Linked DNA regions of Sus scrofa: region 1 is linked to region 2. A link is a contact called in public HiChIP or PLAC-seq data. All regions are on one chromosome and are shown on one strand. The core of a region is the stretch at or near the end of the contact, and the rest is flanking DNA. Distances in the headings are between cores, read along the strand shown.

The links. HiChIP or PLAC-seq counts read pairs in DNA pulled down with a chosen protein or histone mark.
Region 1: a contact with region 2 is called in an H3K27ac HiChIP or PLAC-seq map of skeletal muscle. The contact joins two enhancer-like sites. A contact is called at or near these places in 4 of 47 Hi-C or Micro-C datasets (embryonic fibroblasts, fetal liver and skeletal muscle) and 1 of 2 datasets of contacts at active chromatin or transcription factors (skeletal muscle).

Annotation. Positions count from the first base shown.
Region 1 is chr4:103,876,787-103,883,489 of Sscrofa11.1, forward strand. No RefSeq gene overlaps it. Among named protein-coding and RNA genes, the nearest start is that of PTGFRN, 45 kb to the left of the region's middle. Within about 2 kb of position 3,700, at least 22 of the 83 cell types and tissues checked have an H3K27ac peak or open chromatin away from gene starts, as enhancers often do. A contact at or near this core is called in skeletal muscle, where this site is marked.
Region 2 is chr4:103,777,990-103,785,585 of Sscrofa11.1, forward strand. It overlaps PTGFRN (prostaglandin F2 receptor negative regulator), which reads right to left. Exons shown (of 9, transcript XM_013997237.2): 4 at 4,328-4,708. Among named protein-coding and RNA genes, the nearest start is that of CD101, 45 kb to the left of the region's middle. Within about 2 kb of position 2,157, at least 6 of the 83 cell types and tissues checked have an H3K27ac peak or open chromatin away from gene starts, as enhancers often do. A contact at or near this core is called in skeletal muscle, where this site is marked.

The DNA.
Region 1 (6,703 bases), core at 2,450-4,949, 100 kb after region 2:
TGCAAGCCATTATGAGTCAGCTCCAGAACACCACTGGTTTACAGCTCTTGCCAGCCAACTCTTTTGTACACACACACACACACACACACACACACACACACACAGAACCACTTCTCCCCAAATACAGTGAATTCAGGACTGGTGCCAGCATTTGTCACCTGGTGGACCCATCAGACTTGATGAGGCTCTGGTAAAGCTCTGTACCAAGGGTTAAGAGGCCAGCTGCTCTCTTGCCTCATGGGAATTTTATTGCCCAGCCCCTGATTGTTAGCAATTGCATACACTCCAGACTTTTGAACCTCAGGAGTCAGGAATTGAACTTTAATCCTTTCCCTCCCGGCAGGCTCTGAACTCTTGGGCAAACAGGTCTTCCACTTGCAGAAAGTCCAAATCTGCATATGAAAGAATGGGGAAGGTTTTAACTTGGAAGGAGGAGCGAGAGAAAGATAAAACAAAACCAAAACCAAAAAAACCCACCTTGCTACAATTTCTTCCAGGACAAAGGCCTGCACTTAACACAACTAAAAGAGATTATGAGCAATGTGCCACTGAGCAAGGAGTATCTGCTTCAGGCTGATTCTTCTACAAGACAGGGGTCTAACACGCCCCATTTAGGTAGGTGGCTGCAGGAAGCCACTTAAGAAGTTCTTCGCAGAACAAGGAAGACACACGTCAATGCGATTTTCCATCCTTGCCTGTAGAGAGAAATAAATCCCCCTGCAGAAAAGAAAACCACAGGTTTAATACCTAGTATATCCCTCTGGGGAAGCCTCCAGTCTCCCGAGCTCCCTCTTTTTCTTTTTTGGCCATGCCCACAGCATGCAAAATTCCCAGAGCAGGGATCAAACCCGTGCCACAGCAGTGACCCAAGTCATTGCACTGACAATGCTGGATTCCTTAAACCACTATGCCACAAGAGAACTCCTCTTTTAAAACTGCAAATCAGGAGTTCCCATCATGGCACAGCGGAAATGAATCCGACTAGGAACCATAAGGTTGCGGGTTCAATCCCTGGCCTTGCTCAGTGGGTAGGGGATCCAGTATTGCCGCCGTGAGCTGTGGTGTAGGTTGCAGACACAGCTCAGATCCGGCGTTGCTGTGGCTCTGGTGTATGCCCGCAGCTCTGATTAGACCCCTAACCTGGGAACCTCCATATGCCATGGGTGCAGCCCTCAAAAGACAAAAAAAAACAAAAAAAAATCCTGCAAAGCAAAAGGTAACTCAACTCGGAGTTCCCGTTGTGGTTAAGCGGGTTAAGAAACTGACTAGTATTCATGAGGATGCAGTTCAATCCCTGGCCTCACTCAGTGAGTAGGGGATCCAGCTTTGCCGTGAGCTGTGGTGTAGGTCACAGATGCAGCTCAGATCCCTTGTTGCTGTGGCTGTAGCACAGGCTGGCAGCTGCAGCTCTGATTCAACCTGTAGCCCAGGAACTTCCATATGCTGCAGGTGTGGTCCTTAAAAGCAAAAAAAAAAAAAAAAGATGCCTATGAGTTCCTATTGATATAGTCATATAAATGAATAAATATATGTGAAGAAATTATTTCTTACAGTAGAAAGTCAACCAAAAAAAAAAAAAAAAGCAGAAGAAATAATGGTATCAGAAAGGCACCATTTGGCAATCATCAGTGTAATAATTTCGAAAACAAACATCAAGGGGTGGTGGTGAATATGGGTAACAGGTGAGGTGAGGAAAGGGCCCAAGCTTTGCCCCCATCTCCTGGGCATTCCTGGATCAGTGTGGGTGGCAGAATTGTATCTGCATGGCTGACCTGGGTGCATACCTCTCTCTGTGTCCTGGGCTCTGTCTCGTTCCTTATTTCTCTTGATCTTTCTATATTCATACAAGCTTGAAGTAAATTTTACGGAAAGGTTTTAAGAGAGCAATGATAAATAAGAGCTAACATTTACTTCACACGTGTTCTCTCATGTAATCCTTATACCAACCCTTCCAGGGAGGACCCTTCTCATGCATGTGCTATACCATGAGGACACTTGGTCCCAAAGACATGAAATAATAACTCCATCAGCAAAAGGAGCTGGCTTCTGAAGATTAATAATGTGACCCAAGGAGTGGGAATGAAGGACAGGCCTCAGGCAGGCCCGCAAAGGTCAAGTTTAAGCAACTACGATTGGCATTGACTTGCCAATGGAACTCATGCCCACTCAGCTATGTGAACTTGATTTCCAGTGACATTTGCATCTTTTTATGTACGTTGTTTCTCCTACCCCTACTTAAAGTGACTATGGGGACCCAAACTGGGGGAGTGGTTGGAAGTATAAGAGTCCAGTGAGGGGGCCAGCGGGAGACGTCAGTCCAGGTGCAGGCACTAAGGAGTGTATCAGTCTGCAGAGAGTTTAAAAATAATAAAACCAACGAAAAGCCATCTGGTCTGTATTATCGCCATGCACCATGGCGAGTCTAAATAAGGTCATTGACAAAATGTTCCTCTTAGCCAAGGGCTGGCTCCTCCACCCTCCACCACTTTGGAATGCCACTGGATGAGATTCCTCTCACTCCACAGTCAGATTTATCTTTGATTTCCGAGACTTTACAGCACCTTCGTATAATAGATGCTCAATACCACATTACATTGAAAAAATGTTTTAAAAATGTAAACTTGAACTCAGATATATATATGTGGCCCTTTAAAACTGGGCTGGAGATCCCCCAAAGACTGGCCTGGGTGTCACCTATCCCAAAGGAAACTTGAGACAACACAGGCCCGCTCTGTTAAAACACAGGAAAATTGAGGCAATTACCCAAATTCTGTGGGCGACGCTGGAGCTCTACTGAAATGATATAGACAGCTGCCTTCATTTTTCACTCTGCGTTGGCAGTGGTTATCAGGCACACCACCAAGTGACTTTATGTATATATTTTATTTCCTCTTTTTTTTAGGAAAACCAGTGAAAATCACCTCATAATTCAGAATATTAAGGGATCCATTAGTTTGAGTTGGCCTTGGGATCCACAGGGAAGCTAAGTGCTTAGAAAACCCTCCTTCTCCAGCACAGACACCCTCCAAACTCTCAAATTACCCAAACCAGCTCATAATTGGGACCAGCTGGCAGAGGAGAGAAGAGGCCCCTGCACCCAGCCAGGAATCACGTTACAAATTTCATCCCTAGAAAGGAGCTCGTCTGGTTCCATGAAGGGTTAAGACGTGGGAGGTCAAAGGAATAGTACTTGGGAGCTGGAACTGAAGCCCGTTAAATAGAGCCTGAACGCAAAGGGTGCTTGCATTCGCTCTGGCAGCCGCTCAGTTTTTCCAGGACACAGCATGTATGAAAGAACCGAGTTGACTGTGCAGGGTTACAGCATCAGCTGAGTTTCACTCTAGAGTGTGTCCTTCCAGAACTGGCATAATTGCTTTGTAAACTCCCCGATGGCTTTCCTTCTCCCCAACGTATTCCCACTCAGCTTGGGAGTACAGACCTTCCCGTCTGTGCACCAGGAGTAGGGAGGCTTTTAAATGAGCGGTGTCTGTGGCACCTGGTAGCTCCTCAGCTCAAGTGCTTCTTGAGATCTGCTTTCTCCTGCTTCCTTGACAGGCTACCAGCACCTCGACTCTGCACCCCCACCTCACTCTAGTGGGCGCCAGAACTGCAGCTCTGCTGGTGGAGAGCAGCTCATGAAGCCTGTCCTCCCAGCCTTGGCATTGGGTCCTCCTGCCTGGACCAGGAATCTGGAGGGAATGAAACCAGCCCTTGGCACGAGCGCGTGCTTTTACGGTAGAGTCAAGGGGCAGCAGTGGCCGTTAGCAGCAGAGTGGCTGCGGTGCCAATGGCACTGTCCCAACTGAGTGATTTTTCAGGGGTGTGACCTTGGCAGTCTTCTCCGGTGCCAGTCTCCTTGGGTTCTTGCCTGTGGGCCGGGCCAGATTCTCCAGGCTTCCTGTCGATTCTGTTAACTGCTTGAGGGCTTTCCAATACATTTTTTTCCTACTTAACAGAGTCAATTTCTGGTGTCAGAAACCAAGAACCCTGACTGGTAGAGCATCTGTTCCCCAGCCCCTCCCACCCCCCGCCCCCCAAGATGGAGGAAACTGCCACCAGCACTAATAAGAGAGAAAGGAGAGATGTAAAAAAAAAAACAAAACCCAAACCCCCAAACCAGGAGAATCAGAAGAAAGAACGAGAGTGGGGCAGTAGGAAAGGCTGGGGCCCTATAGGAGCACGAGGCCAAGGAGAGAGAGGAGCCTCATGGAGGAGAGGAAAATGGGGGGTGGGCGGGAGAGAAAGTGAAAGAATTGGCAGGTGAGGTGGAGCAGCCTGGAAGGGGTCATTCACCTTGTTAATGCGGTAATAGGAGCCTTGAAGGAAATTGCCGAGTGGCCTTCCTGAGGTATTTCTCCATTCCTATTTCTGGCAGCCAGTGTGGCTGAGATGGTTTTATGTGCCTGTTTCAGGAACAAGAGTTCCTTGATTTGGATTTGCTTCTGGAGATAAATGAAGGTGTTAGCTTTTACCTCAGACATTTATCAGACGCGCTCCATGCTTGGAAGCACACAGATATACGGGCATGCATATGCATACTGGGATATGATAAATATATGCATGAGAAAAATGGGTCTTGGGCTAGTTACGTAGGTGGGGGAATTTTATGTAACAAGCCTATTTCGTATCTCAAAGGGAAAACATTACTTACGATGCCATATTAGCATATCATTCATCATACCGGGAAGACAGAATGAAGAATATTTAACAATTAATAGAAATCATAGGAAAAATTATGATTAAGTGCCATCTGCTGGCTTCTGTGAGTTTTATTTTTATGCAGCTTCAAGCCTGTCCTCACAATTACCAAATGTCTTTCTTGTTGAGGGTGAATTTGCTTGTTCCATTATTTGGTCTATTAATGAATGCCTCATTGTGTGTGTGTGTGTGTGTGTGTGTGTGTGTGTGTGCACAAGCGTATGTGTGAATGAAACTAATTTGGGAGGACAAATTCACCCTACAAAAATCCATTTTCCTCTAAATTCTGATTTGAGAGCTCAGACAAGGGTTTATTTTAAAATTCTGTTTTCGTAGCAGATTGCAAAAGCCCTGTGTGCTTAGCATGTGTATAGAGGGGGAAAGCAGGGGGATGGTTCTTTGAAAGTGACTTCTCTCTTCCATTTCACTGCTCCCCTCTGAGAATGGATATGGTTTGCATCTCAAAAGCTCCGTCTAGTTTATGCCAGGTGAGAAATTTCCATGTCTCATTCTGATGACTTTGCAACAAGCAAGCGTCTCATCATTCAGAAGTTAGTGGAAAGGGAAACAGGTTCCATGCAAGTATTTTTGACCTCTTCCCCTGTGTCTAGTTCTGGAGCCTGGGCTGGAAGCGCTCAGCAGGAAATAGGTCTTGCTGTTAGTAAATTACCATGACTTGTGTTTACACGGTGAGTCAACAGGCCAGGTCAGCTCTCCTCTGCATGCAGACCCTTGAGCTGATTATTTATCTGGTTAACTCACATTCCAGATCCAGACTGTTGGCCTGTGATTAATAAGATTGTCAGGCCTGCCCAAGTAATAATTGTTGCTGTGAACTGAGAGCTTGCTATGTACTAGAAACTGTGATAGACTTTAGAAACACGTAAATGAATATTTAAATATTTATAGGAGATCCCATTGTGGCTCAATGGGTTAAGAACCTGATATAGTCTCCATGAGGATGTGGGCTCAATCCCTGGACTCACTCCGTGGGTTAAGGATCTGGCATTGCCACAAGTTGCAGTGTAGATAACAACAGCTCAGATTTGGCATTGCTGTGGCAGTGGTGTAGGCTGGCATCTGCAGCTTCCATTTGACCCCTTGCCTGGGAACTTCCATATGCTGCAGGTGCTGTAAAAAGAAAGAAAATAGGAGTTCCCATTGTGACGCAGTGGAAATGAATCTGACTAGTAACCATGAGGTTGCAGGTTCCATCCCTGGCCTACTCAGTGGGTTAAAGTTCCAGTGTTGCCATGAGCTATGGTATAGGTCGCAGACGCAACTTGCTGTGGCTCTGATTAGACCCCCTAGCCTGGGAACCTCCATATGCTGAGGGTGCGGCCCTACAAAGCAAAAGAAAAGAAGAGAAAATATTTATATATTCAAATAATTGCATATATGAAATTCATCTTAAAATTTCAACAAACATAATGTCATGCGAATGTTCATTATTTTAATGTTATATTTGATACATAAAAAGAGTATAGGTACTGAAATGTGTGTTATTACACGTAACAATAAAATGAACCTATCACAAGACTCAGGATGGGCAGCAGAACATCACCAGAACTGCTACATTGTGATGGATTATGTGAATTATTTCCATCTACTGCACTCTTAGGACATAGAGGTTATTTGCCCCACTTTACAGATCAGTAAACTGAGGCTCAGAAAGATACAGCACCTTCTCAGTCACACAGAGCAGGTAGGTAGGAGTGCTGTTGTCAGGGTTCAGCAATATCCGCTTCTCCCTCCCTCTCTGGGGGCAAGGCAGCCTCCTTCTCCCAGCCCCACCACAGGTGCACCAGGCCACTCACTCTGCCTTTAGGCACGTGAATGTGTCCCTTCCAGGCTGAGGCAACACAATATTCCTGAGAGATGGTCCAGGCCCTCTCCTCCCAGTGTGGCAGGTTCTGTCAGCTCTCTACCCATATCCCCCTGGTGCTCACTGTCCCCCATTCACACCAGTGCTTCTTCCCTCCCTCACCCGCAACTCTGAGCTCTA
Region 2 (7,596 bases), core at 907-3,406:
ATGAACTGATTAGTATCCAACTCTTGCCAAGGGCTCATTTAAGACATCTGATAGCAGGGAAAGATGGCTTAATATGCAGATGAACCAGCCATTCCTCCAGATTCTCTATAGTTTTAGCCATATACTAAATTGGATCAACACAAAGCAACATTTGTCCCCCACAGTAACTCAGCTTCTTGCAGAAACTTCTTCACACACTTAAGATTTATACCCTCAGCTTTTATAGGGAGTGGATATAAGAAACATCCATTTAAACAATCACTTAGAGCCTTTTGTAAGAGAACAGTTAAAAGCACTGTCCATTATGTTATCCAATGCCCCTTAAATAAAAAAGCACATGATAAATTCAGTGCCAAGAAAAAGTTTGTCTCTCTTTTGTCTTCCTTCATCAGAGAACTGTATAATCACATCGCTTTTTGCCTCAACTCTCCAAAACTTCAGAGGCAAATGCAGTACTCAAATGCAGTAACTGATTCATCCCAACCATCTTGCAATATCTATTCTTTGATTTTTTTTTACCCCTTTTGATCTTGATTTTATTTTTATGTCTCTTGCTTTAAATTGGACTTTGTTTTGCAAGCCAACTTAAATCTTTTTCCCTTCAAAAGTAGGGCATACATCCTAAGTAAAGAGGCTTTTTCTTACCCTCTAAAAAATCATAGCCCTCCCAGTGGCTACAAGTGCTCTTGGACTTGACAGACCCATTCATATCACTGCCTGATCTGTCTAGTCAACACAAAGGAACTTGAGAAGACCTCAATCAGCTTCAACCTCTCATGGACTCAGGGCACCAACCCCAAGCAACTAAGGACAAGAATGCCCCTAGCTTTTAGGACTCTCTGCTCTTGAGTTTCAGGAGTGAACTGATTCCCAAAGTCAAAACTGTTTTCACATAGGATGACAATACCTGGGACAGACTTCACTTAAGATGAAAATACTTGAGATAGACTTGACCATGGGCTATACTTCTGCCTGAGCCATTCTGAACATTTCTTTTGAAATAAAAGAAACAAGCATTAACTACTGCATAGGGAGTTCCCATCATGGCTCAGCAGAAACAAATCTGACTAGTATCCATGAGGATGCAGGGGTCCATCCCCGGCCTTGCTTGGCGGACTGGGATCTGGCATTGCTGTGAGCTGTGGTGTAGGCCAACAGCTGTAGCTCCAATTCAGCCCCTAGCCTGGGAGCTTCCACAGGCCGAGGGTGTGCCCCCCTCACCCCCGCCAAAAAAGAAAAAGAAAAAGAAAAAAAAAAAACCAAAACAATAAACACTGCATAGACTCCACTGTCCAAAGATGACTGCACTAACATGTCCCACCTCACATGGCCTTTGTCCAATGTAACCCCACTACTCTCCCACTAAGAGGCGAGGTCTCTTCCTTTACCCCCTTGAACTTGCACAGACTCTGTGATGGTTCTGACCAATAGAAAACAGTGGAAATGCACTGTGCCAGTCCCAGGAATTGCTTTTAACTGGCCAGGCACTTGCACTTCGTGGGCCTTGGCAGCCAGCCGCCAGGTAAGAAATGGGACTGTCCTGAGAAGACGGTGCCATGGGAAGCCCAAGACACATGGAAAGGGCCTGGATGAGATGCCATGTGGGGACAGAGAGAGGTGTCCCGGCACATGGTGACACGTGCATGAGAAACCCACCTGGAAGGGGCCTCAGCCCTAGCTGTCCCGGATGTCACCATGTGCATCAGAGATGAACCCATTGAATCCTTCCCTAAATCCTGACCCTCAAAACTGTAGAAAAATAGAAATGGGTTTCTCACTCACAACGTTATTGCGGGCATCAAATATTTAAGGCATGTAAAGCCCTTGGCCCAGTCCCTGGCACGCAGTAGGTATTCAGTACATGGTGGTTATTATTTTTAATGTGCCAAGTAGCAAAACCAAGCGCTTTGTGTAACACCTGCATGGGGAACCAGCTTCCTCAAGAGCTCTTTTGGAACAACATTCCATAGTCACACGACATAAGACGATCAACAGAAATAGAGGACTGGGCAGGTCACCTGTCGTCCTGCCACTTCTCAGTTTTCGCCAACAGGCCCCGAGCTGCATGAGGACTGGCAGCCACATGCACACGCACACATGTTGCAGATCTAGACAGAACCACACAGTGTCAAGTCAGACCTGATGGTTGCCCGGGCAGAGAATGAGAAAGGTCTCCTTCTGTCCTCGTGCCTGGTTCGCCTGCTGACAAGTGTCCAGGGAGCTGTAATGGTGTGAGTCACAGGCTCAGGGAAGGTGGAGAGATTTAAGGGGAGGACAGAAAAATACCACTCACACTCCTGGCAGGTTTATCCCATGGGCAAATATCTGAGTATTCTGAGCTGAACGTTATTGCTTTCTCTGCAATTCTTCTTTGCCTATGCACCTATTTGAACACTATCTGTGTCAGTGCCAGTTCATCCACCCATCCCGCCAAGGTTTAGTGAGTGCTCATTAGGTGCAAAGAACCGAGAGAGGTGCGGGGTCTGGGGCCTTAGGTCAGCCCGGGAAATGCACACTGACGGCTTTCAGAAGAACAGTGTTGGATCCCTGGGATAATAACTGAACCTTTTCCCACAATTTAGTCTCTTTATTTCTTCCCACTCTCTGGAGAACACAGCCACCAACAAATCCCTTCCAGCTAAAAGAGCCCCTTCCCTGCCAGAGCCCCCTCCTGTTTCCTGCCAGTCCCCGCATCTCCCCCAGGGAATGCGGGGATCAATGCAGGAGGACTTCAAAGAGGCCCTCAAATTGGAGTGCAGGCAGCACTTTCTTTAAAAAAAAAAAAAAGAAAGAGAGAGAGAGAAAGAGCCCTGCTTGAGCTGTGATTCCTTGTCGGCGGGGGCGGGGCACCGAGTCCGCGCTGGGATGTGACAGTCACGCACAATGTGCCGAGGATCAGGGCCCCGAGACACATTCAGCTCCAGAGATGAAAACTCTCCTTTTGCTGCTGACAACGTCTGTGTTATTTTGAAGGCTGCTAAGGAGAGTTCTAGCCGGGCTACCATTGTTCCAGTTCAGTACTTCACAGCGAGGCTCGCGCCCAGGGTTCAGACGGCAGGAATAAAAGCTCTCCAGATAAACCCCGCGCCTTTCACTTTGCAGATATCAAAGCACCCCTCCGGGAGCAGGGAGGACCAGCACCCCGCCTCGCCCCGTTCTGCACAGGACACACTGTCTGCTTATGACTCTTCTTCTCCCTGCCCCCTCTGTCCCTACTTGCCAACCCCTCCTCTTTGCCAAAGAACGGCTTCTTAGGAAGACACAGACTGTGAGTGTGCCACTAACCTGAGTGAAGATTTCAATGCAGGGGCAAGGACGCGCTGAGAACGAGCTGGGGCTCCCGGCAGGAGGATGTTTAGCGTTAGACAAAGGGGGACATGACTTCCTAGCCTAATCTCCTAACAGAGCCATGCCAAATGCCTTCACGTGGGCTGGGAACAGTCAGGGGACAGCAGAGAGATCAAGCTCAAAACAGCAGGCTGTCACCATCTTTGCAGTAATGGGTGTGGGAAGCGAAGCTGTCCACACTCCACTCAGCCCCATCCTGCTGAAGCTCACTTGCAGTTCATTATAAGACAGCAAGAAAATTAGGGAAAGTCAGCCCTGGAAGGCAAGCATTCAGGTAAACAGGAGATGGGGAAGATGAGACTGGAAAAAAAGAAGAGGATATGACAATGACCTTCACGTATATGACAAGTAGCCCTAACATGGGTGGCAAGGTGGGCAACGGTTGAGGGCCACTCTGCACCTCCACGGGAACCAGATGTGGGGAGAGAGCTCACCAGAAAAGGGGAAACAGGAAGGCTCCTAACATAATTGATATCTGGGAGAAAAACATCCATCACTTTGGGATTCCAGGGCATTCAGTGGAAAAAAAAAAAAAAATGTGTTCCATTAACTGAAGGAATTCTTTTTCTTCTGCAGCCTTTAGAAAAGCACCAGCTCCTGCCAGAGAGAACCTAGGAGTCTAGGAAGAGGAAAGGAGGACTGGCAGTTTTCTGCCTCCAACAAAGATCCATTTCAATGAGCCACGGAGCTGGGCCCCCGACCCTACAAATCTCGACCACGAAAGGAAACCATGTCCTCTCCCATGAGCATATTGAGACCACTGAGGGCACCTTATCTAAACATTTCCCTTGCCTGCCAGGTTCGATTTCAGCCAGTTTTGCCTTCGCCCCCAGCTTGGGATCTAGCCAGGCGAAAGTATACTTGTCCTGATATCAAGAACCCCCAAGTAATGCAAAGCACACCGCTCTCTGGCTCCTCTCCATATCCCAGAGAGAGGATTAAGCCCAAGAGGTGAAGAGCCATCCTCCAAACCACTCACCTAGCCAGGTCACAGCCACTCCAGCTGGGGCCGACATAGCCTCAGCCACCTTGTGCCAGGTCCTGTTGTGCCCGGGTGTCCAGAGCGCCACATGGCAGAAGTAGTAGCCAGCATTTTCTCTGCTAACATCTCGAACCAGTAAATGGTAGGAGCGTGCATCCATGTGACTCAGGGCCACGTGGGGAGAGCTGTGTACCAGGGAATCACGGTCCAGCCGTGCTAGCACATGGGGGCCGGGTAAGGTGCTGTCCGGCGTCCTGCTGAAGTACCATGTCACCTCGGGCCGCACGTCATCCACTCGGTCTGTTGTGATGTTGCAGCTCAGGTCCAGCAACTTTCCTTCGGCCACAGACACATTCCTGGCCACAGTTACCTGGAGAACTGGAAGATGAAAAGCAAAGGCTTTTAGAGACGCTCCATTATGTTTGCCCCCCTCCACCCTCCCCCACCCCGATCATCTCCTATTTACAAGTTAGAAGGCTTTGTACAGTTTTTTTTTAATTCCTCAATGAATTTTATTACATTTATAGCTGTACAAGGAGCGTCACAACCCAATTTTGTAGCATTTCCATCCCAAACCCCCAGCCCATCCCCCCACCCCCCAACCTGTCTCCTTTGGAAACCAGAAGTTTTTCAAAGTCTGTGAGTCAGTATCTGTTCTGCAAAGAAGTTCATTGTGTCCTGTTTTTAGATTCCATGTGTAAGTGATAGCATTTGATGTTGCTGTCTCATGGTCTGACTGACTTCACTTAGCATGGTAATTTCCAGGTCCATCCCTGTAACTGCAAATGCCATTACTTCTTTCCTTTTAATGACTGAGTAGTATTCCATTGTGTATATGTACCACATCGTCTTTATCTACTCCTCTGTCGATGGACATTTAGGTTGCTCTGTACGGTTTTAAGTGCTTGAGAAACATATGGAATAAATTAATGAAGCATACCATATTTCTTTTTATTTCATTAACACTAACAGCAGCCAGCACTTAGATATATGCTTCCTATATACTGTTCTGAGTGCTTTATAAATTACGCCTTCAAAACAACCCCACGAGGTAGTACTAGTATCATCTCCACTTTACTGCTGAGGCAATGGAAGCACAGAGAAGTTAAGTAACTTGTCAAGGTCACACAGCTAGTATGTGGCAGAGCTAGGATTCAAATCTGGGCTGCCTGCCTGCAGAGACTCTGCTCCTCAGTGTAATGCTATTATCCCATATGCTACCATTTGAAAACAAGCCTGCTGAACATCACAAAGCTAACATTATACTTTCTCCATATGCATGATAGGACTTGGGAGATTTTCAGAGAAAAGACAGCTCAGCTCTGGTGCGTATATATAGTCGGTTGGGGGCCAGAAGCTGGAGGGTAGGAAGTGCGGGTGAAGCCATCTTCTGGGGGAAAGGGGAAGGAGGGAATCCTAAAGAGAATGACTGGGAAAGTGAAACCAGACAATGTGCCCAAAGAGTCAAGTCTTCAAAATGCAGTGCCCTTACAGTATCATTCATTCCGTTCCACATACCCACCTTAAAATCTAGCATAAGGCACGTATTCTAAAACCAAAACACAAAAATGTTCAATGTCCTATGATGAACCATAATGGAAAAGAATACATACGTATAACGGAATTGGTTTGCTGTGCAGCAGAAATTAACACGACATTGTAAATCAGCTATATACCTCAATAAAAAGTTTTTTTATTTAAAAAAAATAAAACCAAACAATGATTTCTGGATAAGCCACGCCACTGCCCTCTCTCATTAGCGTGGATAATGTAAAGTAGACTATATTTAGAAGAGACACTGAAGGATTTGGTGTCACTATCTTGAGGGAGAGCCAGTTTCAGCAGTTCCCCGTCAGAGCGCTTCACATGGAAATATTTTACTTTATTCAGGGGACTTTTGAAGAGAAGTTGAACATCTGTAATCAGAGTAGAAAAACATTCAACACGTGGCAATGCTCTGGGAACAACTGCTTAGATGACAAATAGCCGGCACCTCCCAGGGGATTCAAGGGACGCAAGGTCCTGATCATCCAGCAGGAGTCACCCTGCATCAACTGTGGTCCTGGGTCAGCTCAGCAACAAAGGCTGGCACCCAGTTCAGAAAAGACCCAACCCCTGAGCCCAGGCTCCTCGGAGTAAATGACTTTCACATGAATCTTTCCAAAGCCTGATGACATTTCAAACAAGTGTTCAGGCCAAGTTCAAGATCCACCTTGGTGAAGACAGAAAATGAGGTGGGCACAGTATTAGAAAAAGAAATTGAAACTAATTTCTCACCTCCACCCGCCTTCTTCCAAATTCTCTCCCTCCTCCATCCCTTTAAAGGGGCAAAAGTAATACGAGGCTGTTTTTCAAGAGGAGTCAGTATGGAAACTGCTGCCTTGAGCCTGTGCTGTTGTATGAACCACCTGACATAAAAGCCATGGTCAGAGACTCTGGAATACTGCTGGGGTTGCTCTACGCCAGCCACCACCACTGGGGGTACAAAAAGCTCAGGAGGGAGCCAGTTAAGGAAAGAAGGAGTGGGCAGTGTGCTGCTGTGGCAGTATGCATGGAGAAAACAGACTCTTAGATTTAGAAATACTGCCAGAAACACTTTTTTTTTTTTTTTTTTGTCTTTTGTCCTTTTAGGGCCGCACCCATGGCATGTGGAGGTTCCCAGGCTAGAGTCTAATCAGAGCTGTAGCTGCTGGCCTATACCAGAGCCACAGCAATGCCAGATCCGAGCCGCGTCTGCGACCTATACACCACAACTCATGGAAACGCTGGATCCTTAACCCACTGAGCAAGGCCAGGGATCGAACCCGTAACCTCATGTTTCCTAGTCGAATTTGTTTCCACTGAGCCACGATGGGAACTCCTACCAGTATAATTCACTTGTTTTCTCTCTGCAAATGACTAAATATCTTGTCACATCACTAAGCATAGTTCCCACATGTTCTATGGGATTTAGGGGTTCACTGATGGGATAGAAATGAAGCACTGAAGGAAAAACAAAGAACCAGTTCTTAGACAAACCTGCGGTGGTGCATGCAGGCTTTCTCCTACCAGGTATAACTGAAGCCATAAATGAGATACCAAGATCTGCATCAAGCAGACCACTCCTAACACGGGAGGGGGGGAGAAATACTGCCCCCTGAGTGACACAGCCCTATCATTAAAGTAGCTTTTGTGCCATTTAACATAATAATATGATAAGAAGACTTAAGGGAGTTCCCACTGTGGCACAGTGGGTTAAGAATCCAACTGCAGTGGCTCGGGTCCCT